Linked DNA regions of Gossypium hirsutum: region 1 is linked to region 2. A link is a contact called in public Hi-C data. All regions are on one chromosome and are shown on one strand. The core of a region is the stretch at or near the end of the contact, and the rest is flanking DNA. Distances in the headings are between cores, read along the strand shown.

Evidence for each region. Hi-C and Micro-C count contacts between places; a contact is called where the count stands out from the background.
Region 1: a Hi-C map of leaf shows a contact between it and region 2, with 7 times the contacts expected there. The contact joins the promoter of LOC107887450 here to the enhancer-like site in region 2. A contact is called at or near these places in 2 of 34 Hi-C or Micro-C datasets (leaf and petal).

The regions. Positions count from the first base shown.
Region 1 is chrA03:96,451,158-96,458,286 of Gossypium_hirsutum_v2.1, reverse strand. It overlaps LOC107887450 (chloroplast sensor kinase, chloroplastic), which reads right to left and starts at 4,708. Exons shown (of 7, transcript XM_016811713.2): 1 at 3,752-4,708; 2 at 3,492-3,557; 3 at 3,318-3,386; 4 at 3,111-3,203; 5 at 2,645-2,871; 6 at 1,965-2,241; 7 at 1,228-1,722. The coding sequence starts at 4,429. The coding sequence ends at 1,468.
Region 2 is chrA03:96,305,444-96,312,806 of Gossypium_hirsutum_v2.1, reverse strand. No RefSeq gene overlaps it. Among protein-coding and RNA genes, the nearest start is that of LOC107886525, 25 kb to the right of the region's middle. Within about 2 kb of position 2,471, at least 6 of the 9 cell types and tissues checked have an H3K27ac peak or open chromatin away from gene starts, as enhancers often do. A contact at or near this core is called in leaf, where this site is marked.

The sequences.
Region 1 (7,129 bases), core at 3,459-5,958, 140 kb before region 2:
ATATTGGTTTTCTCACTTTCATCCTTAAATTTTCTTTTTGGTTTATTTCAGTCTCTAAAATTATCAAATATTTTTAGTCTAATCTCTAGCATTATCAGACATTCTCAATTTAATTCTTTAGATGTTTAAAAAATCGATTAGAATATCTAATAAATCATAATCTGTCATTTTTCACATATTGATGTTGTAAAAATTTAAAAGATTTTTTAAATAAATAAAAATAAAAAAATTCAAAATTCCAAAATAAAATTACAAATATATATTTTAAAAAATATAAATATGTTAGAAATTTTTAAAAATAAAAAAATATAATATTAAAATATTAAAAATTTTAAAATATTGTAAAAATTATAAAAAAATATTAAAAATTGTAAAAATTTGTAATTTAAAAAAAATGGTTACATCTTGGAATAATTACACCCAACCACTTCTTGATAAATTATATTTATATGGATTAATAAAATTTATTAAAATTTTAACTTCCCATTTCCATAAAAGCTAAAAGTAACTTTTTTAGCACAGCCTTTTTTTTAGCACAGCCTTTCTTCCAAAAATATTTTTGAAGCCAAAAGTGCTTTTTTTAAGCATTACTAAACAAGTAAATAGTGTGAATTCAATTACGAAGCATTAGAGAATTAAAATTTAGATTTGAAATTGACTTTGAAATTATGATTTATAAATTTATTATTTCAATTTCTTTTAGGAATTAAAATATTTAAAATTCAAAATATTGACTTAATCCAAATTCATTATTTCGATAATTCAAATTCAAATTTGGATTTCAACTAATTCTAGGTCTTAAAAAAATATATATATATTTAAAATTTAATTGTTTAAAAGACTTTTTTAACATTGTTAGCTAAATAGAATTGGACCAGCCGATTGAACAATCAATTAGAATATCGATCAAATCAGTCGAGCCAACAATCAAATTGATTTTATCTGTTTTTAAATATTTTTTAATAATTGATTCAATTCAACCAATTGGGTCGATTAAATTGATTGATTCAAAAATTAAAAGCTTAATCAATTCACCTGCTGATTCAATTTTAAAAACTTTGAGCTCATTAATTATTTATTATTTGAGCTTCGAAGGAAGTGTGAAAAGAAGGGAATAAAAAAATTCTCATATTTTTTAATCAATTTTATATTTTGAAAATTCTAAGTTTTAAAATGAAATTTTTATGAAATTACACTTAAGACCCTTAAATTCAAATTCAAAATTTGGACCCAAATCATGATATATTATATATGTAAACACTGCACCAGAATACATTTTCATTTACAATTTCCTTTTCTTCTTCGTGATATATATATATAAATATATATGTATATGTATACACTGCACCAGAATTCAACTATACAAATTTCCCTCAAATTTAGATACTAATACATGTGTTGGTGCGAGCGGGGAATTCCAGATAAGCCCTGAGTTAAATCAAAACAACATAATATCCTACTTTCTTGTTATGCCTCTTGACTAAGGTTGTTTATGTCGGATAATGCAGCAAAAGAAGGAAGCCATAGTTCTACACGAGTTCCACCTGCTCCCAGAGCAGCATCCGTGGTCCGAGGTGATATCACACGGACAACACACCCATAACTTTCAAGTATTTCTCGTGCTACAGTCAGCCCAGCAACAAAGTTCCATGTCATGTTGTCTTCAATCATGTTCTCCGAAAAGAGTTCGGCACCAAATGGTGTGAGGGAATGCATCTGTGTCTGCAAATACATACATCACCAAAACATTTCATTTATGATGAGCATGAGATCTAACTCAAAAGCAAGTAAAATAACTGCAATTTCCCAGATAACTGTAACAGGGGAGACACTAAGCATTAACAAAGAAATACATGTACTAATGGTTAAGTAGCAAAACAGGACATACTAAAGGCATTCAATACTATCTAAAATGAACAAAAAAGCAAAAGCAATCACAGAGGAAAAGGAATCTCCAACAATACCATATAGTGCATATCTGGACCGTCGTCGTCAATTACTAGTAGAGCACGACCTGCTGGTGCACTAGTAGAAACAATTTCAACCTTCCCCCCAACCTGAGTACGTAACAATGCACCCTCTATCAAATTGTTCAGGGCTTGGCGCAAAGCAGGTTCTTCTATAGCCACTTGCAAAGGCTGCGAAAGTTCACTTAATTCCACCATGCGCTGCTGCTTATGTGCAAGAGGTCTCGCGGCATCAACTAAATCAGTGAGTACATCAGAAATATTGCAGGACTTCCTGAGAAAAGAACAAACATAACCAAACTTATAATAACGCTGCTAAAAGAAATCAATAGTAGAAATATATTGCATGTCCAATAAGAGATGGGGATGGATTGCATTCAATTGAAAAGTAACTAAGTGATTTATTATCAAGGCTATTTAGAGGAAAGATAAGCAGTTTAGCCTATATTCAGCTTTAGACTACAACCTAGGCTCACAGCACAAGTTCAGGCTATGTAATCTATACACTCTCCAACAATTAGCATCATAAACAATTTTCTACATGAGGTTTAACATCAAATTTGAACTGTAAAAGAGGAATCTCCTACTGGAATTTAATTGATATGATTGAACACTTAATTAGGTTTTATTTTATTTTATGAGGAGATGAACTCAAGTACCAGAAGGGAATTGCATACCTGATTCCGTGTTCTTGTAATGGAGCAAGAGCCAGAGGTGGCATTGGCATCTCTAAATCCTTATCTGTGGTACTTAGGGATAGTAGTAAACCAGAGGTTTCTGACCTATTGCCAGACCTATCCCTGGAGAAATCATCTGATAATTGAGATCTTGGCGACTCAGGGTGCGAATGAGTTGAATTACGCATCTTTTTCAAGGATCCTTCATTGTAGCGCATTATATTAGCCTAAAAACAAGTCAGATAGGAAAATCAGATATGGGCGTGAAGATAACTAGAAAAGGGAAACTTTTAATTCCAAGAATGAAACTAACTGGGAACAGAAAGACATAACAGAGAGCTATTGTATCACATCAACCAAAAGAAAGAAAGACATTCTGAATCGTCAAAAGAAGAAAAATGAAAAGGAGAAGAAGCAGCAACGGTCTTAATGTGTGTATCTCTACATGTTTTGAGAGAAAAATGACCTTTGTCAAGTAAACAGCATCTTGTAGCTCTTGAAGGGTGCCGCTGATACAGTCACCTTGCACCAATATGTCTTCAACAATGTCGTGAGAAATCTACAAGAGTATGCTTTCCTTAATTAAATATGTAACAGTCGAAAGAATTGCAGAATGAAACACTTAAAACCGAAAAGTAGGATCAACATTTTTTCAGATGGTTCAAGGACTAACCTCATGTTCTTTGACATGAGTGGATAGCATTTTACTTAACGTCCTAATGCTGGAAAGAGGACCGCGAATCTGTAAGAAAATTTTGAAATTTAAAGGAAAAACCATAATAACTTGAACAATAAAAAAAAAAAAGAAGAAGAAGGAAATGTATGTACAGCAGGCAACACATTATACCTGCTCAACCAGAGCACCCATTCTGACATTGTTTTGCCATGTCGATTGCTGTAATAAAATAGCTTTCTACGGAAGAAATACGATTAATATAAAAGTTGCATTGACTCAAGACACACAAGTAAAATCACATTAAGTTCCTACATACATACAACATAACATGGCAAAGCTAAATTCTTTTTTCGCTTGATAATGGCAATGAAGCATTTGTATAAATTATTGGTAGTATAAAGATAAGAAGAAATATGACGTGAGTGACTAACCTGATCCATAACATAAGCCACTGCTAAAGTTCGAGATATATTGATGGCATTGGAACTCTCGTCAACAGTAAAGATGTCATTTTGCCTCATGGCTTCATTCTCAAGAGACTGAATTTCCCACGATTTTTTCATACCCAGTCCTGGAGAAGGAGAAGACAACGCGTAAGCCTCCTCAGGAGTCGGAAAACGAACCATGTTCCCACTTCCACTCCCCTGCGGCACCTTCTCCATCCCCGGGAGCTCCGCCACCAAGAAGCCCACCACGAACGGCTGCTTCACCATAGGAAATACCACCGCTCTATGCTCCCCCACAACCTCCATTTGTTGACTTGAAAGCGCCGCTTCAGCGGCACGCAGTCCTGCGGGGACAGTGAAGTTTCCGACTAAAAACAAAATGTCGGCGGCTTCGACTCCCGGATACGAGGTAACCCGACGTAACTCCAGCTGGTCCATGACGTAACTACCGGCAGGCCTAACATAAACGGAGAGAACAGCGTCGTGGTCAACGATACGGCGAAAGAGGTCGAGTTGTTCGAGGCAGAGGCGCTGGAAGTCTGGGGTAGGCATGATTAATTTGTGGTTGCGGTGGTCGTTTTTCTCGATTCTTTGAGTGAAGTCGACGGGGGAGGTGGAGGCTTTACGGATGGCAGCGGAGACGGCAGAGGCGGAGGAGACCATGGCGGGTTGGGCTTGGGGGATTCATCGTCGTCGGGGAGGGTGGGGGCGGAGACGTGGTGGAGGGAGGTGGAGTTGAGGTTGAGGTGTTTGAGAGGGGGTTTGGGAAGAGAGGAGGAGGAGAGGTGGTAGAGGGGGGCACGTGGAAGGGTTTGGTTGGTGGAGGAGTTAGGCGGGGAAAGAGGGAGTTGGGATGTTGTTGCAGAGAGAAGCATTGGTGGAACCACCGAGCCTGCCATAAGTGTGGACTGGACTGGATGGATAACAACAAAAACAAAAATTAAATCAAATGATAATGGTGTTTCAATGCTGATATTTATTAAACGACTACGTTTTAGCTGCTTTTTTGTTTTTTTAATATGCTTATCATTCGTAATTAAAAATTAATTAATTACATAAAAAGTATGCAACAACAATTAATTATGATATGAATTTATTGTATTTATCCGTGTCGCCTGATAAATTGACGATACCACCCTCACTTTTCAGTTATCATCAGTCAATAACAATTTTTTTTTTAAAAAAAATATTTGTATTTTAAAATGTGCATTGAAGAAAAAATAAATTTATAAGTGCCGCCTAAGAGTCCGACGGCACTACTTTAATTTTTTATAAAGAAATTTTGATTGACAAAAAAAAGATGTTACTAAACATAATGTTAGTTTTAGAGGCACAGGGGGAAAAGACCCTGGTAATGTTAGTGATGGAACAAGAGAGAAGGTGAAAGAAGCGCTGAAGGACATCAATGAAACAAGTGAAACAATAGCTAAAGAAATAAGTAATGCCGTCGATTTGTTAAGTGACACTCATAATTTTTTTTTCTTTTTCACTGTCTATATTTATTTATGTATTTTTTAAAAATACATATCTATGCCGCCTGACAAAGTGGTGTCACCAAATTTTTTTAAATGCACTAATTGCTTTATCATTGGCCGAAAAGTGGAATGGTGTCACCGGTGTGTCAAGCGGCACCGTCGTGCATTGTATCAAAAGAGCCATTTTCATAATTAATTTTTCTTCCATCCCATTTTTGTAATTAATTATTTCTTAATATTATTTTTAGAAAATGTCATAAATCCATTGAAGGTATGCGAACACAATTCAACGGAAAGGTTTCATATAAGGTTGGTTTAGCAATTCACATGCTAAATGAGAATGTTGTCTAGGATTGCAGATGGTTCCTAAGAATGATCTGAATCCAAGTTTAAAACATCAATGCAGAGCATGCTATCAGATTCTAAAATGGCACTTTGTCAATGATAAGAGTGTAGAAGTTTTGAGCCAAGCCTTAAAGAGGAGGCTTTTGTTGCTAAAATAGAAGAAGAGTAGACTAGCACATTAGCTCCAGAAACTACACACCTTAGGTTGTCTCCGACAAATGTGACAATACCAGTAGTAGAGGTCAAAGAAGAGAAATTTGTGCCACAATTAATCTTTAAACTGCGTTCTAGGGGAGAAATCCATGTCAAAAAAGAGGTGGTGGAGGGAAAAATGAGAACGAAGGAAGATTTGAGGCAAGAAAGTCCAAATATCCTTTAAAGGCTTCGTTCCCAACCTGAACCAAGTCCTCTTTTTTCCTTTGAAAATAACGGTATTGTAGGCTTTCCTAATCTCCTAACAAATGAAGCAATGAGCTTGGGACCAAGAAAAGAGTTAAAGGAGGCAAGCATTTTTGTGCTGAAATCCACCATTGCGCAAATGAAGGAAATCTCACTGGATTTAGGTCATAATGAAAGAGTGAAGCATGCCATGTAGCTTAGGCTGGGTAGAAAAAAAGCTCCAAGGGTCCCGAATGATCATCATATCTAAGACAATATGTTGTATAGCTTCGATGTCTTTTGTATCACATTAACACAAGCTTGCCTCAAAATTCATCAAGAAATTATAAAAATCAACACACACTCTTTTTCCAAAAGAAGGAGGTGTGAAAAAGAGATAAAATCACGTCCATCTTTTTCTGTAACACTCTCTCCCCATAAAGTTTAGCCTTTTTGTTCTTTTCATATTTTCTTTCAATAAAAATTCCATTCCCATTATATTTATTTGTTTTTTCCCAAAATCACGAGCCGCTAAATCTATCTAGCTGAAGGTTGTCAAAATTCCTCAAAAAGGGTTCATGGGGCTTAGAATCCGTACTTAGCCTTCTAGACAAATATGCATCACTTCTCCACATTACGGGGGTGACGTTTCCCTCCATGTCCCTTACAAGGTGATCTTTTCAACATGTGCAAAGGCGGCCGTTTGTATGTTTTGGGAAGGTTGCACAGTCGGTTCGTTAGCTTACTACGTCAGAGGTTGGCAAGCCCAAGAGACAAAATGACGTAGGATTTTCCATTAAGAAGTGATGATCTAACATAAGATAATAGTAGAAGATAATCCCACAGAAGCGATTGTTGGCTAGAGTTAGGTTGTAACACCCCTCGCCCATATCCGATGTCGGGACATGGTTCGAGGTGTTACCTGATTAACTCAATCAATTATACAAAGCCGGGCGGTAAAATTTTGATAAATTTTAAAACTTTTACTTTCATAAGCAATTAGTTCTTTGAATGGGCTTACAAGGCCCAAAACATACATTCGATACGATTTAGACTTAACTGAGACTTTAAGAAAAACTTGGTGAAATTTATGCTTTAGGGTTCCACACGCCCGTGTGACTCGGGACACGCCCACATCCTCAGCCCGTGTGCGACACTGACTTTA
Region 2 (7,363 bases), core at 1,222-3,721:
TAAAAAAGGTTTTGAAAAACCAGAAATAGAATAAGGGAATCGAGTTTTACTAGATGTTGAGGCCTGTTTTCATATTTTCCTTAAGACAGGTTTGGTTGCTACTATGGTACTTGGAGAAACGTTGGTCGCCTGTCTCTCAGGATACAACAACAAAATGGTCGCAGTAATAGTACCTTTGCAGTGATCAATGAACAGACCTTGCCTTCTTCTATCACCAAAATGTTTGAAAAATTAAGAGAAAAACAAAAGAATTTTTTAAAGTGAAAAATCCGTTGTGTGTCTCTAAAGAATTCTGCAGTAGGCTTTTATAGGCATTCAATATGGAGGAATTTTGAAAATTTCCATGAATAAATATACAAATTTGCATTAAAAGAGTCTTTAAATCAATTTGAATAAAATCAAATCAAATCAAGATATTTATCATTTTAAAATAGATTCTATATAATATTTGCTGAGAAAAATAAATTACGTGTTAGGCTTAAAATATTTGCAAGCCCTTCTTGGGGTCAAACAGCATCTAGATCTTTGGGCCTATATTCCCTTACTCTCGAGGCAAAGTTTCTAGCTTAGACATTCAATAATTTTTTAAGTGGGTTCTCATATATATACATATCTCACACTTGGTATTTAACCAATGTGGGATCTAAGTTTCTCTTTTCCTCAACAAATATTCACAAGAGGTGTTCCAAAAATGTCTGCAATCGAGTAAATAGCTCTACAAACTAATGGATCGGATCGAATTGCAAACTGGAAAGATTTGTACAAGTTATACCTTTCGTCACCACTTTGTGGAAAATCATTAGATATGAATATGTTAGATACCTGCGACTCGATTGGTGAAGGTGGAATAGTATCTCTCCCCAAAAAAGCATGTTTTTTTTTACCACCGCACAAAGAAAATATTTTGTTGCGAATGAACAAGATATTGAGGAATTGTCCATACGTAAAATCATAATTATTGATACGGGCTTTAAGTATCAATTTCTCATTCATCACTCAATCATTTTGAGCATATGATATACCGTTGTAAAGGTCTCATGAAGTAGAATATAAAACCATAATTTTATTATTCAACTCTCCACTTTTACCAATCAAGAATATGCCTCAAAATTTCTAAAAATTACAATTTTTTCATCATCTTTTACTTCATGGCCTATATGTTTCGGTTCAAGGACTGGCCGAAGCCATGGTATTTCTGGAGAAAACAAGGCTCCGAGTATTTCATCATTGATGGTACAACTGTTGATGTGGTTTGGGACTTCAAGGCAGGCAATTTCAATGGTGAGACCGAGCCGCAATCAGATTACTACGTTGCCTTGTTTGCGAAGATGAAGGCGTTTTACTTTTGGGTGATTAAAAGAAAGATGCTTATAGAAAGACTGGTTGCAGGCCATCTCTCATTGAACCAATGTTAGTGTTTAGAAGGGAACATATATTTGGAAATAAGAAGTTTACAATGAGGGTTAAGTTTAATGAAAAGGGAGCCTTTCATGATATATATCAGTGGTATGCAGCTCTGATGGGATGGATCCAGTATTGGAGATAAGAGTGGATCGGAAACTAGCGATTGAGGTTAAGCATCTTCAATGAAAATTTAGAGGGAATGAGTCGATTAACGTGGGAAAAAATGGATTACAAGTATTCTGGGATATTCATGATTGGTTGTTCGGATCAGGTCCAAGGCATGGGCTTTTCATATTTAACCCAATTCTATCATCCCCTTCATTATCGATGCCATTAGTGTCAAATCAAGAACCCAGTTCTGCAATAGCAAATTTTGATAATGCAATGAGTTCCTCCGTATTCTGCTTATTTCTATATGCTTGGAAGGTCGAACGAAAATCACATTCATGAGTGATTTTTCTGGTTCATCATGCATTCATTGAGAATCATCAAAGTCCTTTGAAGAAGATGATTAAGAAGCAGAGAGAAGTGAAGAGATTAGGGTTTGGTAACCAACAACACAAGGGCCCAAAACAAAGTTGGAAGATGGTCATTACTAGACAGCATTTGACGAGCCAAATTGGACGACTTTTGAAGTTTTCCAATAATTCTCAATCAACAACACTTTCCCAATATTTGCTTTCGTAATTTTAAGTTATTATACATATAAATTTTTAGAATTTTTTTCATTTTGTGTGCAATGATGTGTGAATGAACATCTACATGTGGATGTGATTAATCCAACAAGAAAGTAAAAATGCAAAATTAAGAGAAAAAAGGAAAATATCTTACTGGCTCATGACAACTTGCTTGTCACAAGTAGATTTAGCACTATTTTAGCATAGCTTTGACTAAATAAATTAAAACAAATTTGAAGTAAATTTAAAAGGCAAAAAATCATATTTTAGATTAAATTGATGGCTTGACTTTTAAGGTAAACTGAAGGATGGTAATAATGGGCTTGGTGGTGGAGCAGGGACCTAAAAGTTAGGTTAAGGTTGGTAGGGAAAAAGCTAGCCCAATAACAAGTGTACTGGTTCTCACTGACCATGGCTATTGCTATTGTTATTGCTATGTAAAAGAAAAGGGTCGTCTGTCTGTCGGCCTTCTTTTTGAAACGGTTTGTTTTAGAAGATGAAAGAAAATGCATGGTTTCATCCGAGAAAAGGAGTGGTCCTGCCCTATCACAACCCACTTTCAATTGGTTGGTCCAAACAATGAGCCATGCCGTTGGCATATATATCCATTTAATATGAAATCAATTCTTTTAACTCTCCATCCCCATTCACAGTAATGCCTTTAGCTTAAATGTAGCAGTATTTTGTGAGGCGTCAGCTCTAACCTCAAACTGAGAGCAATGTCATAAATGGGTGAAATGCAAAAGGGAAAACTCCATGGAATTAGGCAGTTAGTTACTGGTTAGGGTTGCCATCCCATGTTGGCTCTCAAAGGAATCTCTCGCATAATAGGCTTTCTTTTTTCTTTTTTTCTAAAAAATAAGGGTAAATTATACCATTAGTTACTAAATTATAGATAAGTTTTTTTTTGTTATTTAACTAAAAAAAGTTATAATTTGATCTCTGAACTATTCAGAAGTTTTCATTTTAAGTCATTAGGCTATTAAAATCGATGTTATATGGCTTTCTCAATTGGCATTGACTGTAACAATTGAAAGCTTTCTTTCCCCTCCTCTTTTACAGTTCTATTTTTTTATTCATAAAACAGTTTTGAATGTCACGAATTTGTGAATCAAAATTCAAACAGTTTTTTCTCCGATCTCCAACACGGATTGTTAGATCGATTTAGATCTAAGGTATTTTCTTCTTCTCATTGATAAATACTGATCCACTATATCGATCATCGAATCATCGCTTGGAGTTTGCTGGCAAAACTTTAAAAAAAAAACTTAATAGCTTAATGACTTAAATTAAAACTTTTAAATAGTTCAATGACTTAACTCTCGTTTAGTGACTCATAGTGTAGTTTACCCAAAAAAAAACAAATACCTCGCCGCTCCCTCTTAAATTCAATGAATAAATTGGTCTCTCTAAAAAAATCAGAACAATTTGATTCATGTCAATTTTGAAAGTGACCCACTAAAAATAATTAATCACAACAATTAATGTTTTCTGTCAATTGTATATAATTTTGATGATATAATAATAAATTGAGCCTCAATGTTCACATATTTTGTCAATTTGGTCTTGATTCTAAAAATATTATTTAAAAATGTATAAAATTGCAATAAATCCAAAATATATTAAAAAAATTAGCTATATAAAAATATACAGGTTGTGTAAATTTTGAAGGCTAAATTTATTATTATACCAATCAAAATTATATAAAATTGAAGAAAAACATCAATACTACGATTAATTGTCCTTTGATGCTCACCTTCAAAATTGTTAATGATTAAATTGCTTCGTTTTTTTACAGGGACTAATTTACTTAAAATCAAATTTGAGAGAAACTAAAGAGGTTTTTTTTTCACTTTTTTTCATCGATATTGACCGCAATCAAGGTGTAAATAATAAAAATCATAAAATATTATAAACTATTTGATAAATCAAAATTTTTGTGCGTATAATTATTCTAGACTTTTTCAAGGGTCAAGCTACTTGTTCAAGCTTGAAGGCCCTCTTGAAATTTTGGAGGGTTTGGGCAAAAAAATAGATTTGTTTAAAATATGGGTTAGACTTGAACCTTAAATGTTTAAGCCCGAACTCGACCTATTTTCTAAGTTTGTAATATTTTATAGTACATTATTTTTACATATTATATAATTTATAACAAAAAAAATTAAATCTATAGTAATATATAATACTACTATAATGTAAACATTAAGAATTTTTAAGATAATTATATATGAAAATTTTAAAAATAAAAATTGTTAACATTTTAAATATTAAATTAAAATAATATAAATATATTTTTAACATTTTTTAAAAAAATAATATGGGCGTGCCCGAAATAAGCTTGGATTAGCCATCTGTAAATATTAGTGGGTTTGAGCAAAATTTGAGATCCACATTTTGTGCATGAACAAATATAGAAGGAATTATTATCATGCTTAGACTAAGCTCAACCCATGAATACCTTTAAATTATAAATATTAATATTTATAACTATGATAATTGCTATAACTTTGATAAGATTTAATACTTTCATTTTTTGAGAATTTTCTTAATCAGTTTGACTCATGTATTTTCGAGAAGCTAAAAAAATATCGGTTTTTAAAGTTAATTAGCAATTTAGGTTGTTTCATGTTGCTTGATTCCTCTTCTAACAACATTTGTATATTTTATTTCATATTGTTTCAATTTTTTATTTTAAATAACATTTTTAATTAATAAATTTTTTTTCAAGTTTTCTTATTTTTAATTTAGTTTTTAATTAATAACTCTTTTTTTTAGAAAAGGACAGCATTAAGCGATTACATTAGATAAAATCAACATCAAGAGGAAATAGACATATTACAATTTCTTCCCAATAAGTTCATGACCAAAGCCGGTGGGGATCTAAATAAACGTATAAAAAAACTACCTGTATCTGCACATTTAGTCATGTGATCAACAACACCATTAAGAGTTCTCGAGATATGTCGGATACAATCTCCCATTTCCGACGCAAAGCTTTGTGTAAGAGCCGCAGTTCAACTAAACTACTACTAGCTCCTCCACCAGACAAATAATAAATATAAATAAAATAATAAATATGTAATTATATAATAAAAATATATATTATATGTTATATATTATATATCATTATGTTTTTTCATAAAAAAATCCTTTATTTATATAAATAAATTAATAATTATATAATTATATAATAAATATATATGTGTTAAATATATATATTTTAAAAAATACCAACTAATTTTTTTGATATATATTTTTATATATAATATTTATATGTCAAATATTTATTTTATTCACCTACATTGTGGGTATGGTAATTTTTAATATTATAAAATCAAATAATTATTTCAAATATCATTATTGTTTATATATATATAATATTTCAAATATCCACTATGTTTCAAATAATATGTATTTTTACATGTAAAAAATACTTGAAAAATATTTTTGGGATATTGAAAACAGATATGGTAAATACAAAATAAACAAAAGAAAGGAAAAGTGAGTAGAAAAATTTACTTAAATTGTTGTTGTATTGTTGTACTTACAAGACCTTTATAAAATCGCAAATTATGCAATCAAAAATTTTGTATGTACTGTGATGCAATCATTTAATTTTCATTCTATTTTTCTCTTTTACAATTTTTTTTGTAAAAATAAAATTAGATTTGATAATTTTGACTGTCATGTAAAAGTGGCACTTATTTAATATATACTAATATATCTATCATCTGAATCCTAAATTATGACTTATTGATCAAGTGTTTATTTTTTTTCAAAATAATATGAGTTAGTTGTAAAAAAACGTATATATGTGGGGTTAAATCATATTTGCCTGAAGACATTTCTCAAGCAAGTGCTCTCTCTAAAGTTTGGACTTTATTACGAGAGAATTTATTCTGGTTAGTTGGAATTGGGTCAAAGATCAAGTGTTGGAAGGACCACTGAATTCCGAGTGTGGGTCCTTTAATTTGTCAAATTCCATCCTACGGTAACCTTGATTTAGATTACACTATCAAGGATGTGACCACAAAGAATGGGTCATTCTGTTCATTCGGTTAACTGACCAATTTTGAACTGAATTAACTTTTAATCGAAGTTCTAAAAAATTATTAAACAACCCCAACCGAATTAATTCGATTAACCAACTAATTAATCGAATTCGGTCGGTTAACCGAATTAATTCGGTTTTACCTGAAATTTGCACACTCCTACCTAAGGGTAAACTAACACTTTACTACTGAGCTAGTAGGCTCATTCTAAACAGATTTAACAAAAACGTAATTTAAATCATAAGGACGAAGATAGAAATAGGGACAAAAAAAATTACAAAAATTCCTGATGTTGATATTTGAACTCATGACCTTAAACACACACCCAAAGCATTTAACTACTAAAGTAAAAACTCAATCATAGCAAAATTTAACATGTCAGGAATTAATTTTTTTTTTTGGATGTTACACTCGGGGATCCACTTTATCCTTTTGAGTAGGGTGAGCAAAATTTGATTCGATTCGAAAAAATCAAAAAAATTTAAATTTCGAGTTAATCATATCGAGTTATTCGAATTATTCAAGTCAACTCGAAGAAGAAATTTCAGATTTCGAGTTTGAGTTGAGTTGAGTTGAATTTTACAATTTGAGTAACTCGAATAATTTGAATAACAGGTTAGTATAAATACCATTTTGGTCCCTGTTAATTTTAAAAATGAGAAAATTGGTCTCTCTCTTAACAAAAATTACAAAAAAAAAATCAAAGTAATTTTCAAAATTTGAAAATAATTTTTAAAATTCAAAATATTTATAGAAATTCTAAAATTTATATTTTTAAAAAATTATAAATTTCTTTAAAAAAATCTAAAATATATATTAAAAAATTTAACAAAAAAATAATTTTGGAATCTAAATATGTGATTAATGATTCAAGCTTATCATACTAAAATATTTTATTTTTTTATTATTTTGCTTTAAAAAAGTTTTCAAATATATATTGTTTCAAATTTTTGTGTTCTAATACGAAAATAGTTATTTTGTACAAAATTTTAATTTAACATTATTAATTTTTTCTAATTTAACTGAAACGGTTTCACTCGATTCAATCAAACTCTCACCCCTAATTCGAGTTATCTGAAAATCCAAATAAAAAAAGACAAAACTATGTCATCTTGATAAATGTTTACATTTTCTAAAATTAAAAGTCAAAACTATCAAGTTAAAAGGCAAAACTACGTCGTTTAGATAAATGTTTACTTTTTCTAAAGTTAAAAATCAAAATTATCAAGT